2 separate regions of the Mus musculus genome follow, and region 1 is linked to region 2. Evidence: chromatin contacts called from public HiChIP or PLAC-seq data. All regions are on one chromosome and are shown on one strand. Each heading gives the region's core, a stretch centred on a gene start, on an enhancer-like site or on the middle of the called end of the contact. The rest is flanking DNA. Distances are from core to core; before and after follow the strand shown.

The links. HiChIP or PLAC-seq counts read pairs in DNA pulled down with a chosen protein or histone mark.
Region 1: an H3K4me3 HiChIP or PLAC-seq map of microglia shows a contact between it and region 2, with 4 times the contacts expected there. The contact joins the promoter of Grik4 here to the enhancer-like site in region 2. A contact is called at or near these places in 5 of 39 promoter capture datasets (the 3T3-L1 cell line, cranial neural crest, frontonasal cranial neural crest and 2 more), 4 of 484 Hi-C or Micro-C datasets (cerebral cortex, differentiating spermatogonia and embryonic stem cells), 6 of 115 datasets of contacts at active chromatin or transcription factors (bone marrow-derived macrophages, craniofacial prominence, embryonic stem cells and 2 more) and 3 of 9 other capture datasets (adipose tissue, embryonic stem cells and pancreatic islet).

What each region holds. Positions count from the first base shown.
Region 1 is chr9:42,940,775-42,946,493 of GRCm38.p6, forward strand. It overlaps Grik4 (glutamate receptor, ionotropic, kainate 4), which reads right to left and starts at 3,597. Exons shown (of 21, transcript NM_175481.5): 1 at 3,553-3,597.
Region 2 is chr9:42,836,329-42,841,275 of GRCm38.p6, forward strand. All of the region lies in intron 1 of Grik4 (glutamate receptor, ionotropic, kainate 4), which reads right to left. Among named protein-coding and RNA genes, the nearest start is that of Grik4, 110 kb to the right of the region's middle. Within about 2 kb of position 1,428, at least 60 of the 459 cell types and tissues checked have an H3K27ac peak or open chromatin away from gene starts, as enhancers often do. A contact at or near this core is called in bone marrow-derived macrophages and microglia, where this site is marked.

The sequences.
Region 1 (5,719 bases), core at 2,347-4,846, 110 kb after region 2:
AGTACCCTGGGCTGCATGCAAGTGAATGGGGTATCCAGCCATCCCTGCTTTTGAAAGCAAATGCTGCCCAAGTGTGGGGAGGAAGCTGGAGTCTGAAGCTGTCATTGGTTCCTGTCACAGGACAGAGTATGTCACATTGTAGAGCCCCCAAGGACCTCAGTCCTCGTTTGTAGAGACCCAAATGCTCCTACCTGACTCACAGGGCAGCCAAGTGATTGAGCGAAACGAGCAGAATTCTCGGCCAATACAATATTAAATTGATTCTGTCCTTCCCATCCCATAATTTAGACAGCCTGATTCTGTGGTATTGGTTTGTTGTTGGTGGTGGTGGTTTTTTTGTTGTTGTTTTGGTTTTTTTGTTTTTTTGTTTTTTTCTTTGTATCAGATTTGTTCAACATAAGGTGTCCTCTAGTTTAGGTAGCAAAATGTTATAATTAAGTAACATACAGCTTTTACATTCCCCACTATGAACAGAGCCAAGTTACAGGGGCTGAAGGGCAGCCCTGCACCACTGGAGGAGAGAGAATGTGAGCAGGTATCAGGCAAAGGCTTTGCCCCTCAGGGATCCACTGTCTGGGTAGGGACATGTGCAAGGACAGATCTGTCTCAACACCTGGCAAGGCTAGTAGCCGACACAGCCTATGGAGGGAAAGAGGGGGAGGGGCCATACCGGGAATACATCCCAGATGCCCAACCTCGACTACCAAATCCATTGGCGGCAGCCTTACAAAGCAGAGCCCATCCAGGTTTTACAGGTGAGGAGAACAAAACTTAGAGAAAGGTTAGGCAGCTCTGCCAAGGTCATGCAGGAAATGTTATGGGGATAAGAACTCAGGTGTATCTCCAGTTAGCAGCTAGGGTTTCTGCTCTTCCATGCTATGGAAGGTTCTAGCAACTCAAGTGGTTGTACAGGGCAGAAAGGAGAATGGTGTGAATGAGGCCATGTGGTGCCTGTGCTGAGGGATAGACAGTTCACTCCTGAGGCCGTGATGTGACATGATGCCGGGACCCACATACAGAGGGCCATCAGTGCTAAGCAAAAGCCTGTGTTCTGTATCCTGTAGCCCACGGATGAGGAGGGTGTCTGAGATAGGGACCCGCTCTGGAGACCAAAGTGGTCATCTACACTGATGCTGGGAGATTCCATTAATAAAAGGGTGAACGGGAAGCATAAGCTGGGAGGGGCTTTCCGGGCAGCCCAGAGCAAGAGCACTGGACTACGAACCAGAGTCTGCTGGGGCAAGTATAGTTCTCTGAGCTTCAGTTCCTGTGGGCCAACCAATTTGGCTGCTGGCAGACACAGCAAAGGCTACTGAGGATGAAGTGGGCCGGCTGTGCAGCATCCAGAGGCCTGCAGAAGGCTGTCACTCAGAAGGGACAAGTACTCTGTGGTAGGACCAACACGCCTCTTCCAGGCACAAAGCACAGCACAGCTACCCTCCTCGTCAGTGACTCTGGCTTCCTGTTGGGCACTGGGCTTTCTGGCTCACCCAGGCCTGCTTACCCTCTTCCTATCTCTGGGAACTGAAGTCTCTAGAGAGCAGCTGCAGCTCCTCCAGAAAAAATGCACTTCCCTCTGTCATGCAAAAGTTCTCTCTGCATTCTAAGGGAGCCCAGACTGGAAGGCTTTAGAACAAACTTTCAGAGCTGAGAAAGCTTCCGTCAAGATTGAGATGTCTATTGGAGAAAGGGAAAACATGAAAGCCCAACTCCCCCCGTCCATCAAACCCACTCTGTCCCCCACTGCTAGAACCAACCCTGCCTTCAGGTCTCAAGTGGCAGGTCCAGGAAAACAGAGGGTGGCGCTGGAGACTGACGCAAGGCTGGTGGGCAAGCCCAGGCCACAAGAAATGAACATAATCTGGAAAATTAAACAAACCCAGACACTGTAACGTGTGCATATTAGATTAACTCTCTAAAGGGTCACGACCTTGAGGAATACATCCAGCCAGTGAGGAAAATAATAAACCTGATTAACGATGAAGCATGAGCCACGGCCTCCGCAAAGAAAGCCAGCCTGAAGAGGCCCGGCGGAATTCCAGGGGCTTCCTTCCCTGGCAGAGCTGGAACTCAGCCGACCTCTCCAGCCCCTTGCCACCACTAGGACACTCCAGGATCAAAGCAAGACAGGATTGCTCCCTCTCAAGCCACACCCCTGCAGCTCTGACCCAGGGACTACAAGGCTAGCTTTTCCAGGTGCTCCCAAAAGGGACACTACCACCAGACGACCCACTGGAGCCAAAAAGAAGATAGTTCTCTTTGTCCCTGGCAGGGCTCAGATCCTCTTGGCCAACCCTCAGCCCTCCTGCCCTGGTCTCAAGAGATACCTACTTGTCAGGCACAGTGGCCAGGCCCAGCCAGAGTTCCCCTCCTCTTTCCAGACAGCCCAGGCCCCTGGGAGACATGCCCAGAAGAGCCACTGGAGGGAGGCAGGGAGGTGGCACCGCGTGGCATCACCAGACAACAGCACCAAGAGGAAGATGGCAGCATCAAGTACAGATGCCAAGAACCACACAGCCCAAGGTCCAAGAGGGGACCAGCTCAGCCTGCATAGCCTGGCTACAGCCAGGCAACCTGGCCCGCGTGCCTTGTCTATCCCTTTGGTCGCGCCTCCCCCAACCCCAAAGCCCTGGGCCAACTCTCCCCAGGCTCCACCTCCTCCCTCACTTTCCTCAGCTCCAGGGAGCCCAGGGAGGGAGGCACAGGTGCTCTTGGCGCCTTGGACAAACCCCCTGTCCCAGCCGTCACCAGGGCGCCTTCCACCCCAAGCTGGGTCGGAACCACTCCGGCTCTGCCCGGTCCTCACTAAAGAACATCTCCTTAGCTCCCCTCCCCCTCCACTGATCCCCTTCCCCCTCCAGCGCCCAATGCAGGTCTCCAGAGTTTTTCCCTTACTTCCCACTCGGGTGAACTAGGGTGGGATGGCTAAGAGGCCCATTAGTCGCAAGAAGGAGGGTCATTTCTGATAGGACGCTGGCTTGGCCCAAAGCAAGACGGCGTGCAGGGTTGGGGGTGTGGTGGTGGCCGGAGTCCAGGGCCCGAGCAGGGGTGGTCAAGACAGATGGCAAAGAGGGAAGGGAGAAGGGGGCTCAGAAGCCGGGCTGGTCTGATGGAAGACTGTGGCGGGCAAGAGCGGCCCGTAGGAGAAGCCGAGGGTGACGAGGCGGGGTAGAATCGCCAGTGTCGGGAAGGGGCCGTCATCCCTGCAGGGGGCAGAGGCTGGGCTGGGAGTTGGACTGGGAAGAGGGAGGATCACAGAAGGAGGATCGGAGCGGAGGAGAGGAGGCGCAGGGGGAAGCAGGCAGGGATGGAGACTAGGGGAAGTACGGGGCAAGGTGGCGGGGGCTCAGCGGAGAATCCGGGGTCGCAGGCATCAGAGTGCAGGGGACTGGGCAGCTGGAGGCGGGAGCGGGGCCAGGCAGGGTGCGGGCCGCGGCCCGGAGGGAGCTAGCGGCGGAGACGTCAGAAGTCGGGGTGCGGCGCAGCCCCGGGGGGCGCGGGGAGACAGCGTAGGGCGCCGGTCGGGGGCGGCGCGGGGGCTGCTGCCCTTACCTGGGCGGCTCCGCACTCCGGGCGCCAAGCTGGGGACCCGACGTTGCTCGGCCGGCGGCCCGGCTGTTGTTTTCCCTTTTTTTTTTTTTTTTCTTTTTTTTTTTTTCTTCCGCAGCGGCGGCGGCGGCGGCTCCAGCTCGATCCGCCAGCAGCCGAAGGCAGAGTCTGTGTCCGGCTGCGAGCGAGCCGGGAGCGGGCAGCGCGGGAGGCGCGCGGAAAGGCGCTGAGGCGCCGCCCGGCGGGCAGTGAGGGAACTGCGGCGGTCCCGCACGCGGCCGGCCGGGGAGGGGGCGTCCCTTCCGGGCCGCGGCCGCCGGAGTCTCCGCTCGCCGGCGGGGTCTTTAGCTGGGGACCCGGACCTAGGTAGCCGAGCGGCGAGGCGGGGAGGCCGGAACAGACAGAGCCAAACTTGCAGCTTCCCTGATCCGGACGATCGGGAGACGGCGGGCCGGGGATGGGGGGGCTCCGGGTGGGCGCTGCAGAGGACTGACCCCCAAGTGAGGAGCTGGGGTACACTTCACCATCCAGCGCCAAGGGGCAGCCCGCCCTGGTCCGCAGGAGTTATTAGCTTGGCCTGCTTCGGTGGGCGAAGGGCGACTCCTGGTGGCGTTTTAGGGGCCAGACCTAGGGGACGAGGCGTAGAGACTGCGGCCTCCTCGGTGGTGGCGCGGAGCTGGGTGAAGCTTTGCTTTAGCAAGGCCAGATAGACCACAATGTTTCAGGAGGCCGAAGAACCACAGCTCACGTTTGGAAGTCTACTGGTTTGTGCACACAGACCTCCTGGGAGAAGTTGTCACTTTATGCTACACATAAGGAAACCTCGGCCTAGGAAAGGTGAAAGACCTAGCCTTCACCAGGAGCTGGGGGCTGGACCAAGAGAGAACCAAGCTACTTGGTTTGAGGGATCATTTGGCCACATCATAGCAGCCTTGGGGTGGGTGGGTGGGGGGCTAGAAAAGGAGAGGGCAGAGGAGCAGGAGGCCTCAGGGGGTCAAGTGACTTCCTCAAACCGATTAGTTCCTCATTTCAAACCCAGAGTCTTAGCCGTAGACAAACCCGGAAAGCATCTAAGCCAGCCTCCCAATCGTCTCCCACTCTTCCTTCACACCTAACCACCTGCTTACCCTAAAGTCTCCACGAAGGGGCTGTTCTAGGCATTCTTGGTTGGTTCTAGGGCCTGGGAGGACAATATACACGGACTACAGGATATTTGTTGACACTCCCTATATCATGCCGGGAGGGCAGCAGAGCTGAGTTACCTGCTTGGGGGGCTGGGGGGGGTGGCGATTGTGGTTGTAAGAGCCTGTTCTCTCTCCCACCTCCTCTCCCAGACTGGACTTTATGAGTGCTCTGTTGGCACAGGACCGGCCACTCTGGATAGCTCCAGTCCCTTCGGTCTTTCCTCAATCAACTGTCAGACGGATGTCAGGAACACAAGCTACCTGACTTTCTACTGACCTAATAAAACCAATCCATGAGGTTAAGTTGAATCCAACCTGCCTCAGCACAGGTCAAAGGTTTCCATATTGGATAGGATTCCATTTCTTCAGTCCAGTTTTTTTTTTTTTTAACATTTATCCTGTGTCAAGACTACACCATTTATTCAAGTGCCATTCCCAAAGGCTTTCACATCAACTTGGCAAGGTGGACCTTACCCTGCCTTCTGAATGAGTTGAAGGTGATCTGTGGGACACTCCTATCCTATCCTGAGGTGACTGCAGCGCCTTTCCCTGCCTTGGAATGCTAGAACCTGTTAGCGTGAGTGAGAGGACGGTATCGGTAGTGTATGCAGAACCTGCTCTGGGCTGACAGCAGTGAGGGGCATCCCTGTGAGCAGGATAAGTTATTTCACAGTCCCTGGTGACTTCAGAGTGACATGCATGGTTCTTAGTCTACTGGAAGAATTCAACAACAGCACGCCCATAGAGGTTTAAGAGTTAGGACAGGAAGATAATTCAATATGAAAAACGTTTCTTCGTATTCGTTGGCCTTGGAAGCTCATTCTATGAGCCAAGGGAGGTGTGAGGGGTTGGTTTTAAGACTAGTAACCTGTAACCTGCTGGTAACCTGCGGCCTTGTGAAAACTCCCGTCTCTTCACTTCCTGTGAGGGTAGATTGTCTTCTTTAAGTCTCTGCCCATGGAAGCAAAGAGACCTTGCAAACCAGT
Region 2 (4,947 bases), core at 178-2,677:
TTCTCATCTGAGCAACTGCAACAGGCTGGTGCAGACTCCATAGCCAAGTCACCCACTAGAGCCTATAGAGACAGAGGAAGAAAAGATGTCTGAGCCACAGCTGGCCCACTCTCTGGTACCCACATATCTTCCTTGTCTTGGAATGGGATAAAGAAGCAGGAAAAGAGACCATGGATGCTCAAGTCCCTGACATCCCTGGTTACCATTCTCCTCACTCCCCTCCATCAAAGCAGAGCTTGGCTGGAGTGAGGCGTGGGTGTTGGCAGCCTGCTTCCATCCAGCAGGACATAGAAGGTTGTTCAAGCTGGCCACCTCTCAGAGGCTGGAAGATCACCTCTTGGTTTGAAAGCTTGTGCTTGTGCTAGGCAGAGATCAGCAGAGAGGAGAGAAAGATGAGGTTCCCTGAAGTTCCCACCAGTCTGCCAGGGTCTCCTCAGAGACAGTGCCGTGGGTATCTGTAGCCAAATTCCACTCCGGCTTCTTTGGTCCCCAAAACCCCTATCAGAAGATTTCTAGCTTCTACTCATAGCACCAAGTATCCTAAAATTCACTCTAAGTACGTCCCCAAAGGAGCAGGGTCTCTCTCAGCAACATCCTGGAGAGGGAAACTGATAGGAGAACCACATAGATCTGGATGTTCTTTCAAGAAAGGCTAGGGCCATGCCCTGCAGACAGAACATGCAGGGTCTCCCCAACATGGGACCCGAAGGGAGCACAGGCCATTTCTGCCTCCACCCATTGAGAAGCACTAGACATAGCAGAAAGGAGAGGCTCTGGAGTAGAGAGAGCTGAGTTGGAATTCCAGCTCTACCTACTACAAGCTGGGGAGCCTTGGGTCAAACCCTGGCATGTCATACCAAATGTACTGGCTGCCACTTTTAATGGCTAGCAATAGAAGGTGCTATGAAATGCAAGATACCAGTGTCCCCTCCTACCATTTATTAAGTGGCTGACAACATGTCCGGAAATGCCTAGCTCTTCTCTCTCTCTCTCTCTCTCTCTCTCTCTCTCTCTCTCTCTCTCTCTCTCTCTCTCTCTCTCTCTCTCTCTCTCTCTGTCTCTCTCTCTCTCTGTCTCTCTCTCTCTCTCACACACACACACACAACATCACACACATGCACACACACATAGCAGTGGGGGCTCACTTCAGAGATGAAGTTCAGAGGGGTACACCAACTATCTCCACAGCTTAAGGAGGGGCCAAGGTGCAAATGCATATTTTCTCACTGTTATGACATAGATCTTCACTGTCCCCCACAAAAGTCCTCATACCACGGCCTTGCTCGCCATCCAGCAGTGCTCTTGTGTAGTGATAGAGCATCCAGGAGGGGAAGTGGAGTCTAGTGGGGGGAACTTAGGTCTTTGTTGCCCGCCTGTTCTACAGCCATTTCCTCCGAACTGAAGAAAAGAGGAAGCCTCCTAAGACTCAGGAAACTGGAAACTCACGAGGGCCAGGAAGCTCTGGCAATGTCCATGGTTCAGAGGCCCACGGTAACAACTGCTGGAAAGAGGACTGACAGGCAGAGCTGTCTGAAGATTGGGAAGGGGGCTTTCAGGGTACAGCTTTTGTGGAGGTGTCACCCATGCTGAAGAAGACTTTTCAGTGACCCGGCTGTCTTTGGCCCACCCATGGTCCTGGAAATAATCCCAGAAAACTCGCCAGTTCACTGAACTAGACTGAGGCGAGATCCTTTCTCTCCAAGCTCAGTGTTTTCTCTGAAGTAAAACGGCACACGTTGGTGTCTCTCCAAGAAAAACTTCCTTGATGGTGCTCAGGAAGGGGCTCTTGGGGCCCTAGCTCCTCAGGCTCCCCACTGTCATGAGGACATCATCTCTCTTTACTCCCCTGCTCGCTCTCCTCCATGACGTTCTGCCTCCCAACAGGCCCCAGAGCAACAGCCAGTCAGCATCCATGAAGCCATGACCCTGAACCTCGAGCAGAAATAGCACCTTCAAGTTGCTTTCCTTGACTGTTTTCTCAAAGGGACAGAAAGCTACCTCCAGCTTCTGCATAGCAGACCAAATGCACTGCCCCACCCTGACACCCCCATGCTCACAGATCTTCCATTAGCAAAAGCAAAAGAGGTAGGCAGTGTGACCTTTCAGACACCCTGGCAAGTGCTCTTTCAAAGCCCCTCCGTACCCAGACATGCTCTCCTGCCCACAACCACTTCCTCCCAGCCAACAGCCACAGTGGCAGCATGGAGAGAAACAGCCTCTCGGCCCCTTCCCTGCTCGTGCTGACAGCGGCACACAGCCTTCCTCACCTTGGCCATATATCACTTTCATTTCCCTCTTTCCTTAGAAGGGACAAATCGGTGCAGTTTTAATGTCAGAATTTATCTTTATTAATAGCAGTAATAGTTAAGAGCTTCTAGGCCCCCTAACTGAACACCACTGGTGGCAGGCGCCGAAGCCTCGCAAAGGACAGTCACATACTTGAAGCATCTAAGCCATCGAGCTAAGGGCCATGCACAGAAGCACACACATGCTCACATGTCCTGCAGGGTACCACACACCTGGAAGAAGACAGTGTCTGCAAGGAGCCTCCCTCAAGCAGGAGCCTGTCTCTCTCCTCCCACTGCAGAAAGGCTCGGGTCCCTAAAGGCTAGACGTCTCATGAGGCCTGGTCACAGTCTAGCCGGTATGTCTGATTTAGAGAGTGGTAAATGCTTGACATGGCTTCAAATATTTAAGTACTTTAAATATGTGATCATGATAATTACCTGGCTGATGGCACTTCATTCTAAATGAAACTCAAAGCTGAGGAGACGCTGACGTCATCGGCTCTGAAAATACTGCACTCTCGTTTGACTCTAATCTTCCCCCATTACACTGCTGGCCCTGGGGGGGGGGGGTAGCTCCCACCCAAAAAAAGGAAATGGATTTAGGGTCTGATGGCCAAGGTGCCACATCTGATCGTGACTGTGGAAGAGTAACGAGAAAGTAGGCATTCAGTTCACAGCATAGCTGGGGTGAAAAGGAAACGGGGTGCAGCAACAGGCACCATCACCAACAGAACTATCACCAAATCCCATGGAGGCAACCTTGGCAGTTGATGGCATACTCTGACCCCACCCCCACTCCAGGGTCAGCACACAGGAGGGGTGTGCCTAGGGGCCTTGGAGAAGTCTGATCCCACACAGGAGGGGTGTGCCTGGGTGATCAGCCTCTCCAGAAGGCTGACTCCTGCCAAATGCAGAGGCATCTTGGGTGTGGGCCTGGGGTAGGAAGCTTTGCAGCCACCTCAGAACTATATCTCAGCTCAGGGATGCTCCTCCACCCCAAGGCCAGGACACACTGAGTCCTATAACCTGAGTGTTATTCAGGTAAAAAAAAAAAAAAAAAAACAAGAGGACAGGTGGGAGGGTGCAAGGGGAGGGAGTGACAGGGGACAACTGGAACAACATCAACACCATCATTTTGCACAGCTTGAGCTAACCAGGATATAGGACCAACCAGCATAGCAAGGCCCTAAGAGCTCTCACTGTGGAGCTTTGAGTGGTCTTACATTCCAACAATGGCCTGCTTTTGCTTAAGATGTGGGAGGTGGAGGGGAGAGAGGGAGGGGAGGGAAGGAGAAATCATTCAGGTGCATGCTTTGGGCTGGCTCCTCACCCATTATCTCAGCCCTTATACAAGCATGGCATGGGGGCCTTCATGGGAACTACTGTAGCAAGGTGCCACAGACTGGCAGCAGAAGTGCCGGCATGTTAAGGGTCTGGCAAACACCTCTTCCGCTTGCAGGTAGCTGGCTGCCTTCTACGCAAATGTTCACATGGTAAAGGGATTAAGCAAGCTTTGAAAGGTGTCTTTCTTAAGGACACCAGTCCTTTGGGTGACCAGATTCCATACTGGTGACATGACCATAACCCCTAAAGCCCTCACCACCCAGTACCTCCACTTTAAGGTTAGGATATCAACATGGATTTTGAGGGGACACACCCATCAACAGGCATTGCCATTATCATCAATCATTCTAGGTGAGATGCATAGAGACCTTAGGAGCTTGACAATAACACCCAGCAGTGCTGAAGTCCGTGACTCCACCCGATCCCAAAGTCCGTGTTCTCACTCTGTATCCCACCATTCTCCATGACTGGGGTCCAGGCATGTGAAATCCCATGGGCACCTTTACATGCCCAGCACTAACTGAGGAGCTCTGTGGGGAAAGGCAGCATAAGACACGACCCCAGTCTCAAACAGCTTCCAGTCGCATCTAATAGCAAGCCCCGTATTGATGAGGCCATCATAATCATAGTATCGGTCCTGATACTGGGAGTTCAAGGACAGACTCACGGCCAGGAAGACGCCCCTGAGAGGCTCCTCATCTCTGATGAACATTTGCAGCTTTTGCCACTGGACTTACCAAGCCTACCACATATAGCTCTCATCCATCCCAACTTGGAGGATGGCCCCAGAGGATGCTCTAAGTAGTCTGGGCACTGACAAACATCTGACAGTCAAACCTGTCACCCAAAGTGAGGCCCACAGAAACAGTACTCACATTGCTAGAAATTTCTGAAAGCCATAGACCCTCAGGCCCCTCCCCAGTCCCTGATGAGTGAGGACCACAAAGACCTCATGTGATTCATATACACAGTCTCCAACAAGGAGGCCCAGGCTCCAACAAGGTCAGAAACAGATGGGAAGGTAGAATAATAGCAATGACGAATCCAGTGGACACAAACAAAACACTTGCATGTGTCCCTGAGGTGGCCACTCATGAGTGCTTTATAAGCATCACTTTAAACCCTCACAGTAGCCCCGGGGCAGGCCGCCAGGGTCAGTCTCACGCTGCACCTGACAACTGAGCTGGAGAGCCATTACCCAGTCTGTAAGTGACAGAAACAGAACCCAGGCCCAGAGCTGTCAGAGCCATAAAGCCTGCACACGTCTCGCCTTAGCAGATAGAGCGTTCCACCAAGAATGCAGAGGTGGCTGAGA